Regions from separate parts of the Mus musculus genome. Here regions 1, 2, 3 and 5 are each linked to region 4. A link is a contact called in public HiChIP or PLAC-seq and promoter capture Hi-C data. All regions are on one chromosome and are shown on one strand. Each heading gives the region's core, a stretch centred on a gene start, on an enhancer-like site or on the middle of the called end of the contact. The rest is flanking DNA. Distances are from core to core; before and after follow the strand shown. Region 1 has its middle 4.7 kb from the start of Bcl9l. Region 2 holds the start of Slc37a4 (solute carrier family 37 (glucose-6-phosphate transporter), member 4). Region 3 holds the start of Rnf214 (ring finger protein 214). Region 4 holds the start of Mpzl2 (myelin protein zero-like 2). Region 5 holds the start of Pafah1b2 (platelet-activating factor acetylhydrolase, isoform 1b, subunit 2).

Region 1 (2,700 bases), core at 59-2,558, 550 kb before region 4:
ACCACCTCCTGGGACAGAGAGAACTTCCTCTTTTCTATGGGCTCGGGAGGCGAGAGAGCTCACGAGAGCTCATGTGCCTGCACCATGGTGCTTAGCTGTTAAGCTGGCCGTGCCTCCTGTGCCCAGCCTCTGGGCCTGCCTGTTCCTTGGGCAGGCTGGGGCTATTTTTGGGATTGGGCTGGGGCTCTGGGGCCGGTTTCAGATGTTCCAACGTGAACAGGAGAAAGCAGGGACAGATGGCTAGAGGGTTCTGATCAGTGGGTCCTGCTGGGAACAGGGTTATTTTTAGGACCTTATTAACCCTTTGGGGCTCTGTGGGGCCACCCTGAGAGGTATTGCCCTTTCTGGTTGAGAAAAGAGCAGGGCTTCGTCCTCAGGCTTCCCCTCTAGTTCTGTGTATCAGCTGCCCTTTCTATCTAAGACCTTCTCTTTAGAGAGTACCATGGCTCCACACTGCATGTGTTTCCCAAAGGGGTCAGACTGGGGGAGGGCTGCAGATCACTGAAAGAGAAGTATCCTTCACTTACCCCCCTGGGTAAGACCTGAGGCTGAGGGAGCTTCAGATGGCTGCTCTCTGCATCCACACATTCTGGGTCGGAGACCCTCAGAGAGCTCAGGGGTGCTCAAGGATGGATGCCTGTTAGTAGAGTGAACAAGCTTCTTCACAGAGTGCAGAGAAAGCCATGCCTTCTCTGCACGGGGATGATGCCCATAAGCCCTGCTTGCCTGAATACTCACAAGGCAACTCTCTAGATGGTTCTTCTCATTACAAATGCACCTTCCTGACATGCCGCGTTCTTGGGAACTATGTCAGGAAAGAGAGGGTGCCCAAGGGATTTGGTTGAGGGCTAATGTGTCGTAGACATTTTTAGGTAGTTTCTGGTAATGACCTCACTTTGTGATTTTGCCTGTGAGGGAACCGAGGCTCAGAGGGATGAAGAGGTGGACAAGGTTCAGCAGTTTAGAAGAGGCTCCATGGGACTGGCACTCGCCCTGCCCAACTACAGATTATTCTTTTGTAACCCCATGCATGCCAGGATGCATGGTCAAGGCTACTGTAGGCAACAGAACTTGTCACGGGAAAGTTTATGGAGTGGATGTGAGAAAGGAGGCCTTAGAGCAGGGGACCCTGCTTGTCACTGCTTTCACTGTCCTGTAGGTCCTGTAAGTCCTTCTTGCCCGAGGGTGCCAGGACTGACACTAGAAACCCAGTTTGGCCTTCCTGTCTGCCCTGCAGGAGATCACAGGCACACATCCTGTCTCATCACCCCACCCCCACTAGCCCTGGCCCACAAGCCCCTGCTTCCTGGAGGGTCATGGCTGTCTGCATGTCAACGTAGACAGAGGAGCTCGTGGCTACTCAGGTGCTGCCGGTGCCAAGAGCTTGGGCCAGGCCGGCAAGGCAAGGGATGGAGGATGTGTCTGCCTCTGGCAGTACCTGGGGGAGAGAGCAGAGTGTGGCAGGCAGTCTCTGGGCGAGGTCCCACCCGTGGTGCGCTGGCTGTGCCAGTAGCCTGCCCGCACTCCACTCCTCCCACAATGGCCCCATTGTTTCCAGTAGCCAGGCAGTTTGGAGGAGGTTCCTCGGTCACCCATGCCCCCCCTAAATAGGGGCCAGATTAACCCCTTGGGAGACTCGGACCAGGTGAAGGTCCCAGGAAGCTACCTGGCTCAGTTTTCCCCTGTTGAAGGGAAGCTTGAGGTGTCATTCCTTACCCACGTGCATACAGCAGCAGGCCACCTCCTGACACTGGGGTCACCCATCAGGAAGAGGTAGCACCTAGACCCTCCCCTGCCCCCACTCTAGTACAGGTGCCAGGGGGCAGGAAGTGCCAGTAGGGTGGCAGTGCAGTCCAGATATATCTGGGCGGTGGGGCTAATTCCAGCCACCACCGTTGGCTCCGCTGGCTTCTGCACTCCTTTCCTTCCTGTGAAACCAGAGCTGGGTTGGGCCCAGCTCAGGATTTCGGTGGATTTAAAGAGGCAGCCCATCTCTGCCAGCTTGGCTTCCTTCCCCCTCCCCAGGTGGGGTCTGAGGCCTAGAGAGGCCTAGAGGCCTTTGAGCACCTCATTTGCCCTGGGCTAACCCCTGGCCCGGGCCTCAGTCAGGGTACTAGGCACTCCTCTCTCCCAGAGCCTTGGGCGGGTGGGGTGGGCGGGGGTGGGCTGTGGTTTCCTGTGTTGGCTGTTTGTGCCTGGCCCAGAGTGCCCGCTGCCTGCCTGGGCTTCCTGCCCTGTCTTGTTTCCTAGTGCTCTCCCCCCTCCCCACCCCTCTCCCTAGGGGGAGGGAGTAACTAGGGATTGGGCATCAGTCTTTTGGGGGCACCCTACTGCCAGGGCATGATTACTTCCTGAGGTCTGGACTCACTGGTAATGGCTGAAAGAGCCAAAAGAAGTGAGGTGAACTTAGGCCTGTCCTGGCAAGGCCATTTGTCCCCACAGGCTCCAGAGGGACAGTGGTCCAGCAAGAGTAGAACTAATCTCCCACAGGCATTCTGTTTAAAGATCCTGCATTGCAAAGGTCTAGGATCAGCAGACTTGACGGTCCTGCAGGGTTAGGATTGTATGACCTTACCCTGGGGCTATAGGTGGGGCAGGCTGGAAACTCCCAGGTGAAGCCTCCTAAGCAAAACTGGTTTATTTGCATGGACTCCTGGGAGGGGAGTTGTAGCTAGGAAGGGGGGCAGGACCCCACCCCAC
Region 2 (2,700 bases), core at 23-2,522, 640 kb before region 4:
CCGGAGGCTGTCCGGGTGACTGCCCTTCCGGGATGGCGACAGTTCCACGGCCCAGGGACAGCGCTCTTGCAGATGCGGTGCCCTCGTGGCTGCAGCGCACAGTCTCCGCAGCTCTCTTGCTCCTGTCCCCAGGACCCGCAGTTCCCAGCCAGGAGTCGGGTGTCCCGGGTGGCTTGAGGACACGGGGTGCTCGGCAGGTGGCAAGCGGCGCCGCCTGCCCATCCTGACTGGCAGAGCCTAGGCTGCCAGAGCGAGGGGCCTCCCGAGGCTACGTGCGGCTTCTCTCGCCTACGCCTTGTGCTCCAGCGGCTGTGCAGCGGAGCAGAAAGCTGCGGTGGCGTGCTTCGGGGACCCACAGCCCCGCAGTACGGACCCCCTACTGATGTCGCAGGGTAATAGGGATCCAGAGGCAGTTCCAAGGGGGTCTCATCCAGACCTAAGCCCTAGGCGCGCCTTCTGCGTGTCATTGCAGGGTGAACTGAGGGGCTTGTCCCCCCGTTTAATTTTGCAACTACTGCAGTTATCTCGCTCCTTACCTACTGTTGTTCCTTGCACATTTCAGTGACAGAGGCCAGCCTTAGTGGAAAAAGGAGAATGGGAAATTCCAGAAATAAACGATAGGCTTTAAGAAACTTTTACTATGGTGCCTCATTGTGTTTTACTATTTACTTACTAGGTCTAATTTATGTATCTACCTTTTATCACTGTGTGTATAAGGAAAGTGTATGCGCTGTTCCCTACCACCATGAGGAGTTCAAGAAATATATCCCCCAATGAAGGGGATACCTATTAGGAAACTGTACTCCATTGTGTGCTAAGCATTTGGTGAAGGCTCAGCAGTGGGTGTGGGGTTGTTTTTAAGGTATGTGGTTGATTGAATGAACCTGGGGGGTAGGAACCGATCTAGTGCCTTTCACAATGTCCGGCAGCCTGGCACCGCAAAGGAACCTGAGAGAATGAGAAAGTTCATTGACCAAGGGAGTAGGGCTATACTGAGAGCTTGCTCTGCTCATCCTACCCGAGCCTCCCCTGGGCTTGTGCAGACAAAAGTAATTAGGCTGAGCCTTTAATCACAGCTGGCTTCACAGGCAAGAAGACTTGGGAAAGGAGGGAAGGGCAAGCAGTCCTGGGGACCCTCTCCTCCCCCGGTTTGGCTCTCAGTAACCTGTTTTCTTGTCTCTCTCAGGACACTGGGTTCCCTGGTTGCTGCCCCAGGCTTAATGATTGTCCAGAAGGCGGCTATAAAGAGCCTGGGTGGAGGAGAGAGAAAGCGCACAGAAAAACACAGCTCAGCAGATCCAGGCACTAAAGAGAGCTAGCTGCAAGCAGGAGCAGTCAAGAATCTGTGGTCAGAAGTACTGGAGTGGGCCAGCAGGGCCAGCTTTTTCTACCATGGCAGCCCAAGGCTACGGCTACTATCGCACTGTCATATTTGCGGCCATGTTTGGAGGCTACAGCCTGTACTATTTCAACCGCAAAACCTTCTCCTTTGTCATGCCCTCCTTGGTGGATGAGATCGCTCTGGACAAGGACGATTTGGGTAAGCCATGGAAGGGCAGGGTGGTGGGCTGTGGGATACACCATTTGGAGTATGGTTTGTCCAAGCATGGGGGGTTTCAAGCTTGTATCAGGTGGAGAGGCTGAGCTCCATGTGCCTGGGTGTGGGTGTACATGTGAAACCAGTGCTTAGCCGGTGTATATGCCTGGCACCCACACGTGCCCAGGAGGTGCTACTGGGAGCGGGTAGCAAGGTTTTCACACCTGTTCGTGCATGCTGCACCTGCAGGTCACGGTGAACACTGGGAGAGTAGCACCATGATTTGATGTGTCCTGCGTGCTACCTGCCAGGGGGAATAAGATCTTTGACTCTAGAGTCCTTCGCATTCAGACGTGTTTGGGCTTTTGGCGAGCATTCAGAGTGAGGTGGGAACTGCATATTCCAGGGGTAAAGAAAGAAAGAAATCCAAGAGGCTGAGAAGGTCCAAGTCAGCCTGGGCCTGTGATGCACGGCTCAGCAGGCAGGAGAGTGTCAAATCCGGGAAGGAACCTGTCTCACCCTGCCAGGCACCTGTACACACCTGACCCCTTACCTTCCTCCGCCCCTCCTGTGCCTCTGCCCTGTCCCTAACCCCTCAGGTGTCCTGCTCCCTGCTCCCCTTCGCTGCAGGGCTCATCACAAGCAGCCAGTCGGCAGCCTACGCCATCAGCAAGTTTGTGAGCGGGGTTCTGTCAGATCAGATGAGCGCCCGCTGGCTCTTCTCCTCTGGGCTGCTCCTGGTTGGTCTGGTCAACGTAGTCTTCTCATGGAGCTCCACAGTGTCAGCCTTTGCTGCTCTTTGGTTTCTTAATGGTCTGGCACAGGGGCTGGGCTGGCCCCCCTGTGGGAAGATCCTGAGGAAGGTGAGTGCATCTGATGAGCCTGAGGGGGAGGGCACCCAGTGGGCACTTGGGAGCACCTCTTCTTACACAACCCTTCCACCCCTAACCCATAGCAGGTTCCTTAGGAGTTCCCTGCCAGCTCCTGCTGCTGTTGGGATATTTTAGGAGCCTGAGGGTGGTGGGATCGGGTGGCAGACGAGGGACTGGGCTCCGCCAAGTAGAAGCACTCTTCCCTCATCCCTGTAATGTGAGTGTCTAGGTCTGCCACACTCGAGCTGCTCCTTCTGTGTGGCCTCTAAGCCAGGCACCTATTCTGTTCCC
Region 3 (2,700 bases), core at 20-2,519, 860 kb after region 4:
TTGACAGCATCCCATGAATAGAATATCTCTGAACCCAGAAGAATGCACAAGAGCAGATACCGAGTCGGGCTGAATCAATAGTCACAGCTCAGTGCCTCAGTTTCCTCTCATAATAAAAAGCTCCTAGGTGAAAATGGGCCCTGAAACGCCATTATTGCATCTCGGATGCAATCAGTCTGCCTACAATAGGGTCGAGATCATTGCCTCCAACAGGGAACAAGGTCTGGGTCACCGATGCCCAGTAAACGAAAACCTTAGGGCAAGGGTCATACGTGAAACTCCGCAGCTAGAGCCCCAAACGAGAGGGATGGGGGGTGGGGTCGCACATCTGGCTCAAGAGCCCAGTGTGCCCAAGGGAATCCCGCAAGGCAGTGATGGTCACCAGTCAGGCGGCGACGCAGAAGGGGACAATGGGGGGAAGCTGCGCCGGGTGGTCACCGCCACTCTTCACAGGGAGCTGCCGCTACGCTGGCCCTTGGCACTGGCCAGCGCCACCTCCACCCCTTCCCCTCCGTCCTCACCGGCCGCCAGCTCCCGTCCCACTCCCAGGCCGGGCTCCCGCCCCTGTCCCCGCCGCCCCCTCCCCGCCGCCCCCTCCTCCTCCGCCGCGCCCCCCTAGTCCCGCCGTCCCGACCCGCGCGCGCCGCCCCGCACACACCTCCCGCGCCGCGCCCCCGGGGAGCCAAGCGGGGGGGAGGGAAGGGACGCACCTGAGCGGGCGGAGCGGGGGAGGGGGCGGCCAAGCCTGGGGGAGGGGTCGAGCGCTGGCCCGCGCGCGGCACCTCCCACTTCCGGCGGCGCGAGCGCAAGGGGGCGAGGCCGGGGCGGCGAGAGGAGCGGAACCCGCGGGGTGAGCGGCCGCCACCGACGGCGCCCTCTGGCGGCAGGCGCGGACAGCGACCGGACAACGGAGCCGCTGAGGGGACCAGCCCTGAGACCCAAGCGGAGCCCGAGGGACACGCGGGCCAGAGAGACGGCGGCCGGATGGAGGCGAGAGCCTCTCTGAGGAGTTTATGGGGAAGAGTCAAGGCTATGGCAGTCCGACGGAGAAGAGCCGCGAGGGGTGTTTAGAGGTCGGAACCGGGATGGTCCTTACAGAGGACGCCATGAAGGACGAGGGCCCTGTGGCGGAGGGGGTCCTGTGGCGGAGGACACGAGGATTCGAGGCGCCGGAACTCCCACAGCCCTCACGGGCCTGTGACAGAAGCTGTCGGCGGAGCGCCCGGAGCTCGGCCCGCTGGTCAAGAGGCCGCAGGCCCAGCCGCTGATTGGCTGCGGCGCCGGGCGGAAGTGATGTCGCTGTCAGTGGCGCCTCCGGCTCCGGGGAAGCCGAGAGTTTCCGTAGGGTGGGGGCTGCGGCGGCAGCAGCAGCAGCGACAGTAGCAACAGAGGCTGTGGGTGAGTCGGGAAGAAATGTAGTGGAGGCTGGACCTCGGATATACGGGGGACCATGGACCGGGGCTGGTCGGCGTCTGCGGAGGAGGTCCTTCGCTGAGGGCACCTTGGGTCCTGGCGTGGGCGACCCCAGAGGGACCGGGTCTCCGGGTCGTAGGTTCCGGACAGCATCGGTCCTAAGGAGAGAGAGGCACATTGCACGGAGCAGCTGAGTCCGCGTGGGAGTGGGGGCATCAGAAAACTCACTCTGTACAGACCCTGGTTCCTGTGAGTGGGGAGGCGGGGCTTGAAGGACGGTGGTTTAAGAGCAGAATCTTGAGCAGGAAAGGTGCCCGTCTACCTTAGTTGAGGGTGATGGGAGTCTATTTTCAGAAAGTGCTTAAGATTTCTTGCTCAGAGGTCTGAGAATAAGTGCTGCTGTGCCTCTGGACCACAGGGAGAAAAAAACAAACAAACAAACAAAACAAAACAAAAACAAAACTCGGTTTCTCTTCCAGAAATCTCTGTTGGAACCTACAGAGATTGTAGGAGCCTGCCTGAGTGGATGGCTGCTATCAAACCAGACTTTGGATTTACTTATATGCAGACTAGGGAAGACACCTGGGTATCTTGGGCCAAATTGAAGCAGCCCCAGGGGCAGGAAGAATGTAATAGGAAATATGCCATGGAACTTAAGGACATGGTGGCCCACACCTATAATAACAGCAGTAAAGGGGTGGAAGCAAGAGTTCTCAGCCAACCTTTATTATATAAAGAAAGCTTGTTTAAGCCGGATGTTGGTGGCACACACCTTTGTTATCCCAGCACTCTGGAAGCGGAAGCAGGCTGGCTCTCTTGAGTTCCAGGCCAGCCTGGTATACAGAGGAAGGGAGGTCCAAGGAGTCTTTGGTAAAACAGTCTTTCCAGAATGTTTTAAGTCGGTACCATCCAAGTGTATGTCTGGACACCAAGACTGCTGCAGTGTGGGCTTGGTAGACAGTAGTGAGTTTTAAATGAGCTCAAGACCCCACATGTGCCTTGTTCCTGCCCCCACAGTTGCTCGAAAGTTCTAATTTGGTGGGGTTTTTTCCCCTTTGAGTGGTTGAAGACAGGGCTGGAGCCTGTGCCCTCACTGAAAATCCAACTTGGTGAGACGGGGCCAGCTCCTTAGTCCTTCTTGCCAGTCATTTCCTCTCTCCCAGTTACCCACATGCACTTATACTACATTTTATTTCCATTATCTGGCTTTCTCCCTGATTGACAGTTAGGTCTTGCTAAGCCCTTAAAGAAGCAAATGAAAATAACATGATAGGTTAAGAAGTGGGG
Region 4 (2,700 bases), core at 191-2,690:
CTTGAGCTGCTAGACCCCTAGCCTGACGTTTCTTTATTTTTCTACCCAGTCTGGCCCTTGCTTCCCTCCTAGCAGCACCCTTTTTACCGGGGTTCAGATAGAAGACTGTGGTACGGATCACGGAATAGTTTCTAGATAGCTAATCCAGGGATAAGGGCGATTCAATTGTATTCAGTGTCCCATCCCCCATCTAGCTTACTTCTTTAAAAATTTAAATTACATTTTAACTAGTCTTTCCCTCCCTCTCCCCTCCCCCACCCCGTGTCTCTGTCTCTCTGTTGCATGTGTGCATGTGCACCATAGCGCGCGCGCGCGCGTGTGTGTGTATGTGTGTGTGTGTGTGTGTGTGTGTGTGTGTGTGTGTGTGTAGGTCAAAAGGCAGTTTTCAGGGTTTGATTCTCTCCTTCTACCACGTGGGTTCCTTAGACCGGACTCAGGTGGCCAGGCTCCTTGGCTTGGTGCCAATACTTATGTCGTAGCCTCCACCCACTTTTTAACTGCATTCGGTCTTGGTTGCCTCTGTTTGCCAGCTTGCTGTTGTGCCTCTTACCAGATGAAGCCCTTTATCTCCGCGTTTCAGGCCTCTCAGATAGGTGGCTGTCCTCAAAATGGCAGTTGAAATCTGGGGCACAGGAAAGGTTTTCTTTTCCTTGAGAGTTCACTGATCACCCCTATCAGGCTTTTGGTTTGTGGGCAGGGAACTCACGCAAGTCAGGAAGCTTCCCATGGGGCTGTGGGTGTAGCTCCGTGCCAGAACACTTGCTTAGTAAGTACAAGGTCATGAGTTTAGTCCTGAGTATTGCCAAAGCTGGGCAGTGACTCCCCAACTTCAAGGTCCAGCCTGGGCTACATGGTGAGACAGTCTCAAACAATAACATAGAACACACAAAGATTATGGGCAATTGCTTCCCTCCTGAGCGTTTTTTTTTTTTTTCCTTCCAGTACAGGGTTTCTCTCTGTAGCCCTGGCTGTCCTGGAACTCACTCTGTAGACCAGGCTGGCCTCGAACTCAGAAAGAACTCAGAAATTCGCCTGCCTCTGCTTCCCAAGTGCTGGGAGTAAAGGTGTGCGCCGCCACCGCCAGGCTCTAAGAGGTTACTCTTTACGCTGTTAAAATGGTATTCCTTTCCATAGGATTGTGGAGAGAAAAGGATGCCCAGAAAAGTCCTTTGCAAACTGCCCTAAGCTGGGAGAAAGGAGCAGGGGAGTTGCTCTGAGCTGAGAAAGGAACCAGCATTGAGACTTGGTTTCTTTCTGCTGAGTCTCAGGAGAGCCTGTTCACACCAGAGGGTCTCAAGGAATTCCCAGAACTGATGGGTGCGGTGAGTCAGGCCCTAGGCTGATTCCAAGGACAGGAATCACTGCAAAACTTTCAATGTTCACTTCCTAGGCAAGACTAAAGTCTGTTTTAAAAGGGTGTGTGTGGGCCAAGTTCAGAGCAGTCTGGGACATTTCAAACTGGCACCACCTCCTCTGGCTGCTTGTGAGGCCATCCGGAGGCCAGGGCTCGGTCAGATGAACGGAAAAGTAAAGAGAGGACCGCAGAGTCTGAGACCTTTGCGCAGAGGGCTGGAGTGTGGAGAGGGGCGGGAGGGAGAATCAGGAGGAGGGCGCTGGGTGCGGAGGCCCCACCTTTCATTCCAGAGCTGTACCGGCCGGGGCGGGATGAGTCACGACTGGTTGGCTCCGCTGTGCGCCTTCCCATAGGTGAGGGACTCGGACCTCTCCGTGGGTAAACTGTGCCGCCTGCTCGTCCTAGCCTTGGCCTTGGTTGGGTGCTGGAGTCCTGGGTCTGCCGGGTTTGGCCTCTGGGGCCACGACTGGCTTTCCCTGATGTATGGCAAGAGCCCCGCGCTTGTGCTTCCACTTCTCCTGAGTTTACAGCTCACAGGTAAGAACTGGCGGGCTTCTAGGATTTTCTACCATTGCCGCCCATTCTGTAAAGACAGAGCTCATGGCTTGAAGAAATCTCAAGGGCTCCGTTGGGAGATCGTGCCCCAACTGCAATTCGTTCTAGTCCAGACTTCGCCGAAACTTCAGTTCGGTGGGTTGCTTTGGGGCAGTACTTTGGGCAAACAGGTTTAGGTGTGTTTGGCCGCCCGTGATTGAGGCACACAGAGGGCTTTCTGATCTCAGGTTACACACCATCTTTGTGTGGCTGCTCTCAACCTCGGGCTGCTGGCTAGATTTGGCCCTTGGATTTCCGTGGGAGGATTTTGTCTGCGACTCCCTGCAGCACCAGAGAGCAAACCTGGATTGTCAGAGCGAGAGTCCCGCTGTGGTTTTGAAGCTGTCCCAACCAATGCACGTACCAGACTTGTAAATAAGCCACGTGGTGTAAGGCTTCCAGGGGTGCAGGCAAGCGCAACTGCTGGGGTGGATTGACCTGCAGGCTAGCAGCAGCCCCAAGTCTACATGTAGGAAAACTTCCCTGCTTGGAGACTTCTTTTTTCCACAAAACAAAACAAAACAAAAAAACATACTGTGTTGCTTGATCGTAATACGCCACGTCTGACCAACGTTTGGATTTTTGTTTCTTCTTTCCATCTCCTTTGCTGATGTTTGTAGTTTCTGGTTATAGTTCTGAAATTGGTGCGGTAAGGCTGTGAAGAAAGTGAGAACACCAGGTAGTTTTACCTCTAATTGGCCCTCGGGATGGGAGGGTCAAAGCTGTGTGCAGGCAGGAGTATGTAGACTCCT
Region 5 (2,700 bases), core at 94-2,593, 940 kb after region 4:
AAAAGATTTAGGATGCTTCCATTAAGGCCTGAGGCTTTTCATTTTGCTTCAGAGAGTTGGCAGAATTATTCTGAAGAGGAAGGCAAGCCTCGTCCAGAATGCCCTGCCCCGGTCTCTGGTGGGCGGCCCCCCAGGATCCAGCCCATCCATAATTTATTATCAAGTGCCCATGCCAACAAATTAATGCACAATGATTCCCTCCCCTGCTCTCCCACAAGGAGGCAACCTTTAAGTCTGAACAATGTGCCCAGAGAAGGAACTGACGGGCAGACACAAGCCTCATCCAAGGGAAAGATAAGCTTGCATTTTTCTCTTTTCCACACCTTTTCCTCTGGCCCATTCTCTCCACTCAACTCAACGCTGTAGAAAATGCAAGTCTAGGACCTGCTCTTAGCGTCTTGGTGCCCTTCCCTTTGTCCATAGCCACGTTCTTCAGAGACGCCAACGCTTTATGGCTTTGGGTTTCCTTAAGATCCGTATATACATGATGAAAGGCAACGTCAGCCTGGGAGCTATGGAAAGGATAACGAGTCACTCTGCCATGAGTAACTCAAACCTGGAGACCACAGGCTCTGACCCGCTAAGTGGACATGGACCACAAGGGCTGGGGAGAGGAAACACACCTCCAAGGAAACTACTCACTGACAGATGTACCTGGCTGGCGGTAGGCCATCGGCCAAGTCACCAACGCCTGGGCCTCGTCGCCGAATGAAGTGGGTGACCCTTAAGGCTAGCCTCTACCAATCCTTTCAGAGCCCTGACACGGGTCTTTGGGAAGTATAAGCGAAGGCAACAGAGAAGTTTCGAATGAGGAGACAATTTTCGACGAGAAGGGCAAAGAGCGTGATCCGTTAAAAAAAAAAAAAAGGCACAACCCAGTCACAGGCTTGGGCCTAGAGGTCCCACCCCGGGGATGGAGGGAAAAGGCGACAGCTGAGGCAGGAGGCCGGGCCAGGGGACCCGCGGGCCGCTCAGCCGCTGGCCAGGGTGGAACCAGGGCGCCGCAGGGCAGCGGCGACGGCGCGGGGCCCCGGAGGCCCTGCAGGGCGACAGCGCGGGGCGCGGCGGGGGAGGGGCGGCGTGGGGGAGGGGAGCCGGGCCTCACAATACCGGCTCGCCCGCGCGTCCCACCCGTCACGACGAGGCCCCGGCTCCGCGGTCCCCACGATGCACTCACACAGGCAGAGGGTCCGTGCGGGGCCCTCAGCGGCTGCGGCGTCGGCGGGTTGCGCTTCAGTCGCTCGCTTGATCCCGACGGCCGCGTTCCGGCGCGCGTCCCCTCCTCGGGCCCCAGCACCAAGCAGCAGCGCCTCCACTTCCGGTCCCCCTGCCACTCGGGCAAATGGCTTCCGGAAGTCCCGCCCCTGGCTGCGGGGCTAGTTGCGGGGCGGGTGCGCCTCACTTTCCCTCGCAGTGCGCGCTCTTTGCTTGGCGCACAGGTCTACCGTCCCTGCCAAGTACTGACTTTGTTCTCTTTCTTTCCCCGACTTGAGCCTCCATCTTTCCTGTAACTGCCTTCCTGTCCTGATAGGATGACGGAAACTATCCGGAGATGGCCTTAGAGACAGTGTAGCTTGACCTCTCGCTGACGCTACTCCCTTCTTAGCCACTGATTTCCTCCACCGATGGGATAAACCAGATTGCAGAGAATGGGGAGAAATAGGCCCGAAGTTAAAAGGGGCAACCCCTACATTTACCAGCAGAATTTCTATGATGATACTCAGAATTGTGTGATAGATACCACTCGGGGAATAACAGAAACCCCAGTCTTTACCTTAGAAATCCATCCAGTTTAGGGGAGTACATAGAGAGTCAATGTAGAGATTAGATGCTAACGGCTGGATAAGTGCAGGACAGATCAGCGCCAAGAGGAGGGGCAAGAGATTGCGTCATCATTAGCAGGGAAACTTGGTGGAGCAGTGCCAGGGCTGGCTCTTTAATGATGGATAGGATTCATTCAAACTCATAATAGTGAATTGCAGAGCATTCCAGGACTCTGAAACTGATTGAGAATGTTCTTGAAACCTGTAAGCCTAAATTATCGAGATAATAAAATAAAATTTCAAATCACTTATGTGCTGCTTGTATTATCTCGAATGCAAAATAAAAATTTCAAGATAATGACTTTGTCACTGCCTCCATAACTCTTCTGCAGATATTCCAGTTACATATGGTACACTAGCAAGATCTCAGTAAGTGCTGTTTTAAGTGTTTTGATCAAGAGAATATCGTAAAGGGTTATTTAAACAGTTTAGTATTAAATACACTGTTAAGAGAAACAACTTGAATTGGTTTCCAATGATAAAGCCCTATGTCTGGGTTGTTTTTGTCAATGACACAAATCAGGGTCATTTGAGGAAGGGAACTTTAAAAATGCCTTCATCCGATTGGCATGTAGGCAGTCTATGAGGGTATTTTCTTGATTAATAATTGATGGGCGTATCCCACTGTGAGTGGTGCCACTTGGCGAAGGTGGCCCTGAGTTGAGTTGTATAAGAGCACACAGTCAGTCAGTAAGAAACGACATTCTATAGCTCCAGTTCCTACCCTGACTTCTCTCTGTGACAGCTGTGATCTGAGAGCTGTAAAGGAAGTAAGTCCTTTCCTCTCCACTTGGCTTTTAGTCATGGTGTTCCCCCTTCTCTCTCTCTCTCTCTCTCTCTCTCTCTCTCTGTCTCTCTGACACACACACACATTTTG

What was found. Promoter capture Hi-C pulls out the DNA fragments that hold promoters and counts their contacts. HiChIP or PLAC-seq counts read pairs in DNA pulled down with a chosen protein or histone mark.
Region 1: a FOXA1 HiChIP or PLAC-seq map of pancreatic cancer cells shows a contact between it and region 4. The contact joins the enhancer-like site here to the promoter of Mpzl2 in region 4. A contact is called at or near these places in 2 of 39 promoter capture datasets (embryonic stem cells and pre-B cells), 1 of 484 Hi-C or Micro-C datasets (CD4 T cells) and 2 of 115 datasets of contacts at active chromatin or transcription factors (bone marrow-derived macrophages and pancreatic cancer cells).
Region 2: an HNF4G HiChIP or PLAC-seq map of pancreatic cancer cells shows a contact between it and region 4. The contact joins the promoter of Slc37a4 here to the promoter of Mpzl2 in region 4. A contact is called at or near these places in 3 of 115 datasets of contacts at active chromatin or transcription factors (effector CD8 T cells, embryonic limb bud and pancreatic cancer cells).
Region 3: a promoter capture Hi-C map of embryonic stem cells shows a contact between it and region 4. The contact joins the promoter of Rnf214 here to the promoter of Mpzl2 in region 4. A contact is called at or near these places in 5 of 39 promoter capture datasets (cranial neural crest, embryonic stem cells, liver and 1 more), 1 of 115 datasets of contacts at active chromatin or transcription factors (extraembryonic endoderm stem cells) and 1 of 9 other capture datasets (pancreatic islet).
Region 5: a contact with region 4 is called in an H3K27ac HiChIP or PLAC-seq map of extraembryonic endoderm stem cells, with 4 times the contacts expected there. The contact joins the promoter of Pafah1b2 here to the promoter of Mpzl2 in region 4. A contact is called at or near these places in 1 of 115 datasets of contacts at active chromatin or transcription factors (extraembryonic endoderm stem cells) and 1 of 9 other capture datasets (adipose tissue).

Annotation. Positions count from the first base shown.
Region 1 is chr9:44,493,058-44,495,757 of GRCm38.p6, forward strand. It overlaps a transcript of Bcl9l not described here. Among named protein-coding and RNA genes, the nearest start is that of Bcl9l, 4.7 kb to the right of the region's middle. Within about 2 kb of position 1,309, at least 151 of the 459 cell types and tissues checked have an H3K27ac peak or open chromatin away from gene starts, as enhancers often do. A contact at or near this core is called in bone marrow-derived macrophages, pancreatic cancer cells and pre-B cells, where this site is marked.
Region 2 is chr9:44,397,082-44,399,781 of GRCm38.p6, forward strand. Slc37a4 (solute carrier family 37 (glucose-6-phosphate transporter), member 4) reads left to right here and starts at 1,273. Exons shown (of 8, transcript NM_008063.3): 1 at 1,273-1,540; 2 at 2,168-2,400. The coding sequence starts at 1,393.
Region 3 is chr9:45,905,642-45,908,341 of GRCm38.p6, forward strand. It overlaps Rnf214 (ring finger protein 214), which reads right to left and starts at 1,270. Exons shown (of 14, transcript NM_178709.5): 1 at 711-1,270. Pcsk7 (proprotein convertase subtilisin/kexin type 7) reads left to right here and starts at 928. Exons shown (of 17, transcript NM_008794.2): 1 at 928-1,398.
Region 4 is chr9:45,040,904-45,043,603 of GRCm38.p6, forward strand. Mpzl2 (myelin protein zero-like 2) reads left to right here and starts at 1,441. Exons shown (of 6, transcript NM_007962.4): 1 at 1,441-1,891. The coding sequence starts at 1,834.
Region 5 is chr9:45,983,528-45,986,227 of GRCm38.p6, forward strand. It overlaps Pafah1b2 (platelet-activating factor acetylhydrolase, isoform 1b, subunit 2), which reads right to left and starts at 1,344. Exons shown (of 6, transcript NM_008775.3): 1 at 1,178-1,344.